Regions from separate parts of the Mus musculus genome. Here region 2 is linked to region 1. A link is a contact called in public HiChIP or PLAC-seq data. All regions are on one chromosome and are shown on one strand. Each heading gives the region's core, a stretch centred on a gene start, on an enhancer-like site or on the middle of the called end of the contact. The rest is flanking DNA. Distances are from core to core; before and after follow the strand shown.

The links. HiChIP or PLAC-seq counts read pairs in DNA pulled down with a chosen protein or histone mark.
Region 2: a contact with region 1 is called in a FOXA1 HiChIP or PLAC-seq map of pancreatic cancer cells. The contact joins the promoter of Ggct here to the enhancer-like site in region 1. A contact is called at or near these places in 8 of 39 promoter capture datasets (3T3-L1-derived adipocytes, the C10 cell line, hematopoietic stem and progenitor cells and 4 more), 1 of 484 Hi-C or Micro-C datasets (uterus), 8 of 115 datasets of contacts at active chromatin or transcription factors (bone marrow-derived macrophages, double positive thymocytes, embryonic forebrain and 4 more) and 3 of 9 other capture datasets (adipose tissue, embryonic stem cells and liver).

The regions. Positions count from the first base shown.
Region 1 is chr6:54,750,509-54,753,788 of GRCm38.p6, reverse strand. No RefSeq gene overlaps it. Among named protein-coding and RNA genes, the nearest start is that of Znrf2, 65 kb to the left of the region's middle. Within about 2 kb of position 1,543, at least 53 of the 459 cell types and tissues checked have an H3K27ac peak or open chromatin away from gene starts, as enhancers often do. A contact at or near this core is called in adipose tissue, bone marrow-derived macrophages, neural stem cells and 3 more, where this site is marked.
Region 2 is chr6:54,991,536-54,994,656 of GRCm38.p6, reverse strand. It overlaps Ggct (gamma-glutamyl cyclotransferase), which reads left to right and starts at 1,790. Exons shown (of 4, transcript NM_026637.3): 1 at 1,790-1,962. The coding sequence starts at 1,822. RefSeq lists a cis regulatory region at 1,556-1,565 and an enhancer at 1,546-1,575.

The DNA of each region.
Region 1 (3,280 bases), core at 294-2,793:
CTTAGAATTTAGGGGGACCCCCCAAAAAGGGGAAGGGATCTCCAACAAAGGATTAGTTCTCAAAGAGAACTGGACCAGAGGGTTTAGGAGCAGTCTGCAGAACTCCTGTGAGCCAGTTCTCACATTGTTGGTCAGCATGGGTTTTTTTTTTTTGTTTGTTTTGTTTTGTTTTGTTTTGTTTTTGTTTTTGTTTTTGTTTTGTTTTGTTTTGTTTTGTTTTTAGTAGCTCTAGGGTGTGTCTTTACAATTCTGTTTCTACAGATAAATATCAGCTAAAAACCCCCAAAACTTTTAGAACCAGCTCAATGCCACCTGACTGCATGTGTGGGTGTTAGGGTGTCTGGTAGGATGCTTGCTAAGCAAGCTGCGGGCTTGTATTAATGGGCAGCCCGGCTTTCTCTCTTGGACATATCACACAGTGCACCCCTAATTTAGCTTGCTGCCTTAAAGATGGTATCTGAGAACATGAAGGGTTTATAGGGGTTTCCCAGAGTATGGGGCTTGGGTCCTGAAACCTCGAACTGTCTAGTATAGAGGGATGATCTCCGGGTGATGTAGGATGGAAATACAGCCATATGTTAACTGTGATTGGGGGCCTGTACCATAACAGAGATTTTAATTTTCCTATGCTTGTCTACAATAGAAAAGCCATATACTGTGTTTGCTATAAACATCTGTTTGGGATGAAAGGAAAAGGAACATTTATCTTACCCTGTCAGTGGGGAGAGGGTACTAACACCACCTGCCACCTCCTCTTAAGTGCCTCACAGTGAGAGAAGACAATAGAAGCCACAGACAGCATCTGAAATAAAATCTGTACAAACCTAAGAGCTGGCAAGGGTCCCAAGCATTTATTAAAGGTGCCAAAGACCTGATTCTTTTTTGGGGGGGGGTTCTCTGTGTAGCCCTGGCTGTCCTGGTACTCACTCTGTAGACCAGGCTGGCCTCAAACTCAGAAATCCATCTGCCTCTGCCTCTGCTTCCCAAGTGCTGGGATTAAAGGCATGCACCACCACTGCCCAGCCCAAAGACCTGATTCTTGCTAGGTGGACCGAGCTGATTTCAGACTTCCTGATAATCCTTCTTTGTCGGGCTTCAGAGTGCAGGGTTTACAACACACAGCACCACACCTGGCTTAGAGACAAATTTCACTTGGCAATAAGAAGGCTTAGATTAAAAGTCATATTACTTGAGGGTTTTGACTTTATATGTATCTGTTTTATATTGAAGCAAACAGTACCCAATTCCATTTAGGAGACTAAGAGGAAACTTAAAGGAAACCGAATGGGTCATAGTTCAGGACACAGGGTATGAATTTAGTCTGACTTGCACTTCTAGAAGGAGCCAAGGATGGAGATGGCTCTGGCATGAAGGACCAAGGGAAAGAAAGCTCAGAAGCATGCCCTATGCTCAGGCACCAACCCTGCTGATGGACAGGTGGGGCCCAGCCCTTGGCAGAGGCACAGTTATTGAACCCGAAGCCTCACAAGCTCTCTGGAAAGCACTGGTGTTGATCCAAGTCTGTCATCTGCCCTGACCCTCACTTCCTCTTCTCTCTTCTGTTTGCTTCTTGCTGCCCACACAGGTTGGGAAGGGCGTGTTTGCCTGCCATTCTACACAGAAGCAACACAAATATTTTTAACCACACTGAGGTCACTTCCTAACATTAATAGGCCCTTTTGTTCGTTGTTCAACAGGAGGGGAAAAAATCCCCCAGCTCCTCACATAGATCTTAAATTAGGCTTGAATAGAAAAATAATTTTTATGCTTTCCTCTCACATTTAATAAACATTATATGCTGGTGTCATTTCTCTAGGGGCTATATGACTTGGCTCAACAGAGGTGGGAAGAATTTCTACCCAATTGCCTTTTTTTTTTTTTTTTTTTAGCCTTAGTTTCTTACTGTCCTCCTACGCATCCACCCCCAAGAGAAAGATGCCTGGAGCCTGTCAGACATCACCATGGCACCTTTTCTAAACAACTTCTCAGAGCTTCCTTCTTGCTACATGGCAAATACATCACTCGGCAGCTGGTCCCTTTTCCTCACCTGCGTAACGAAACTTGTGGTTTATTATAAACTTGGTCCAAGGCCTAATTTCTATTCATGAAATCCTGTCATCATTATATGAAGAAATGTACTGTTTAAGGGCCAACATTATAATGAAACACTGGCCTGGCAGGTCCCAGCAGTGGGAATTGGCAAGTATGAGCCATGTTGTGTGGAGTGGTGAGCGAGGAGAGTCAAGGCCTTCAGCGGCGTTGTCTCTGAGCAGGTCACTGCCTTTCATTCTCTGTTCTCATGCTTTTGTATGCATTTTTATTAAGCAGCCTGTCTCCCTTCCCTACTTTCTTTCCCTGTCCTCTTTTTCTGTGTGCACATTTATCTGTATGTGAGTGTTGGTCTATGCGAGGGTTTGTATGTACATGTGGAACTGAGAAGATAAGCCCAGGTGTCATTGTTGGGGAGCTAGATTAGTTAAACCTCTCTTTGCTGTGATCAAACACCTGACAAGAAGTCACTCAAGAATGGAAGGCTTTGTCTTGGCTCATGGTGTTGGGGGATATAGTCAGTGGGAAAGGCATGTGCGGGATCATGAAGCCTCAGGTCCTGTTTCTTCGTCAGTCGGCAGCCAACAGAGTGATGGATGCTTGAGCTCCCTTACTTAGCCTTCTCCTTTTTGTTCAGTTTTTGGCCCCTGCCTACTGAGCCACTCGTGGTTAGGATGAGCCCTACCTTCATTAGCTCAATCTAGATGCTCCTTTATAGACACGCCCAGAAACTGGTCTCCCAGGTGACTCTACATCCCATCAAGTTGACAGAAGAGATTAATCATCACAGGCACCTTCCAAATTGTATTGGGGACAGGGTCTCTCACTTACAGGCAAGGCTGGCTGCCAGTAAGCTTTCAGAAATCTACCTAGCTCCACCTCCCCTCTTGGCATTGCTGGGATGAGAAGCAGGTGTCACCACATCTGGCTTTCTGTCCTTGCGCTCTGGGAACCCAGACCCAAGGCCTCATGTTTATGAGGTGAGTCCTTTACTGACCTAGCTGGGACAGTTTGTCTTGGATCAGTTCAAGTTCTCATTTCAGAAGTTTCAAAATGCTGCCTGTTCTGAGAACAGGGAAGAAAGTCAGCAAAACTAAGCATCAGACACACAATGGCTTTGTCTCTCTGCCCCCATCACCTGGGGATGTTCCCCACCCTACAGCTCCAAACCTAGGAGAGCTACACAGACTCCATTGTCTCCACTTGGCCTTATCATCCACTTGGACTGTGT
Region 2 (3,121 bases), core at 541-3,040, 240 kb before region 1:
TATGGGTACTGGAGATGTAACTGTCTGCAGGCTTGGTAGCAAGTGCTTTACCTCCAGATCCATGTAGCTGGCCCCAGCCTTACCTTTTATTTTTAATCACAACAATGTAAGAGATAAGTTCAAGGTGTTCTTCACTGTTTTCTTCTATTGCCATTTGTTCTTATACATGAATGGTTTCTGGAAGAGGGTGATATAAAAGATAAAAGGCTTTTTTTTTTGAGGCTAAAAATCCTTTGTAAATTGTAGTTCACAGATGTGGGGGCTTCGTGTTGCTTCATGTTGTTGTTATTATTGTTGTTGTTGTTTTTCAAAACAAGGTTTCTCTGTATAACAGCCCTGGCTATCTTGGAACTTACTCTCTAGGCCAGGCTGGCCTTGAACTCACAGAGAACTGCCTGCCTCTGCCTCTCGAGTGATGGTATTAAAGGTGCAGTCCACAATGCCCAGCTTCATGTTGCTTTCTGACTGTGTCAGGATAGTCTTCTTTTATTGGTGACCAGATTGACTGGCTATCAGGTGAGAGAGGTCAGGTTTCCCAAATAATCATGGTCTTCCTGTCCAATGACTAGCAGTGAGCCTTGGGGGATAACTGAGACTCTATAAACATCCCTGTGACCTGATGCTCCTGACGGGAAGTTTGGTTGCACCAGAGACAGATGTTCTAATCCCAGTACCCCCATTTCCTGCATTTAGCCAGTATACTTTTTTTTAAAAAAGCAAAGAATTGCTTCCTCATCAGCTATTTGGTTTTCAAAAATACAGTTGGTACTAGAAAGGCAGAACACTCATTTTCTTAAATACCCACTTTTTAAAAGTGATGAAGTGTTAGCCACTGATGGCATGGCAATATGGTTCTCTTCTCTGTTTTAATTTGGTTTACTTCCTGAAGGGAATGACATACATTTAGGGATCATTTTAGAGTTTCCAGTCGTTCTGCTCCTTAAGTTGTTCTCGCTTTGTCTAGTGAATGGTCTTTTAGGAATGACCTTGTTCATCTTGGGGTTCTCATTTTCTGGATTATTGTTCTTTCAAGAGGTAATTTTCACTCCCAGCTTTGACCTAAGATTCAGTCATTTCTCCAGGAATTCTGGCACCTGTCAGTGTGGAGTTGAATTTAGATTAATTTCTGAGGGCCAACGGCAGTCATTGCTCTAGACCTTCAGTTTGCTCTCCTATCTTCATTTCAAGAGCAACAACATGGGTGTTTTGTGTCGTTCTATTTTAAAAAGAGGAAATAGATTGCAACGATGAACAGAGTCAACTGGCTAGCAAATGGCATGTCCGGATCTGAACGTGGGAGAAAGACTACCCTGGTATGCAGTGAGGCAACTTCAGGTAGTGATCCTAAGAAAACTTGTAGGATCAGCCTTCCCATTCCAGGAAGGCTGAGGCAGGAGAACTGCCGCAAGATCCAGGCTAGGCCGACAGCAATTTGAGACTTGTCTCCTCTATACCAGGCGCAGAGCCTACCGCACCACTGGTTGACCTGGGCAATCGCCGCCAGGTGGGGAAAACACAGTCGCCAGTAGCCACTCTCGGGCTGTCCGTTAGACTCGCCAATCAGCGGCGCCTCAGGCAGGGGGCCGTACATCCGAGGGATGCATCCAATAGAAAAGCGACGTCAGTGGGCGGGAGGAGCTGTAGACAGGCCAATCCTGGTAGTTAGCTCACGCCGGCAAGCCGGCAGCCAATCCTCAGCGCGCTCTCTGTGCGGCTCCGCCCGCCGCTCTGCACTACCGCGTGGGTGGCGGCGCACTGCTCTTTTTAGCAGCGCTAGTCCGGCTTCTCTGTGCTTGACGCTGCTGGCGTGGATAAGTGGACATGGCGAGCTCCGACTGTGAGGGCCATGCGGGCCAGGAGGGGGAGACATTCCTGTACTTCGCCTACGGCAGCAATCTCCTGACCGAGAGGATCCACCTGCGAAACCCCTCGGCCGTGTTCTGCTGCGTGGCGCGCCTGCAGGTCAGTGCCGTTGTGCGGGCGACCTGGAGAGCGGGCTAGCTGCGACTCCTGCCGGGAACCTCTAGCCACCGTCGGAGTTCGCAACCCTCCACTGGCTGCCCTTTTCCACCGGTTATGAGCATCCCGTAAGATGCCTTTAATAGGTGCTTCTTAGTCGAGAACTAGCTGCTTTCTGTCCTGTGCGTACCTTATCTATCCCACAGTTCTGTGAAATTCTGCCTGTCCTTTCCTTCGGATCTTAGCGTCCTGGCCTTGAGACCTGGAACCGTGTCTTCAATACTGATAGCAATGTTCGTTCCCTCAGTAGAGTAGCCCAATAAGCTTTTAACTGTGATAAAATGTGTTCTTGACCATAGTTCATTTCCTCTTTAATACGTATTCTTCTGGCACTCAGTGCTGGGGTTACAAGGATGACTGAGCAGCCTAGCTATTTGGAGGACCTTTCTGGTGTACAATCTGATTGTGTGTAGGGCCCTTAATAATTTTAGCCAACTTTGATAACCTTGTCAATTCTTGATTTCAGGCAACAGAAACCAGCTGATTTCAGAAAGGAGAATGGGGAGGGGTGTTGGAAGGCTGTTAGAGAGCTCATGGATTCACCTGAAAGATTGAGTAAACAGGTGGACTACTGTGTGTGTGTGTGTGTGTGTGTGTGTGTGTGTGTGTGTGTGTGTGTGTGTGTGTGTGTATACACAACCAGCATTACAGGAGAGGGCCATCCCTGCTCTGGAAACTGGCCACACCTTTCCTCAACTAGTAAGCACAATATGGAACTGACTCCTGACTGCTGCTTTGCCACAGTTCTGCAATTCCTGAAGCCTAGAGTGGAGTCCCTAATGATCTTAAACACCAGCACTAATTGAGAGCCCCTGCGAGGTGCCCTGATTGGCTAAATCTCACCATGAATCCACGTCCTTACTTAGCAAGCAAGATGATCTGATAACTAGCTCCTAGCCTTTCAAGTTTCAGAAGTGGGAGTCACGCTCTGTACTCTATCTAAAACTCCAAAGAGTGTAGGATTGGAGTTCAAGTACGTGAAGTACAGGAAAGAAATACCACATAAATGATAAATTATAGCTGTGGTTAGCCTTAAAAGAGGACTTGCAAGGTGCAACAGAATATATGACCAGAGGACCTGACCTAGGTGCTCAGGAAAGCC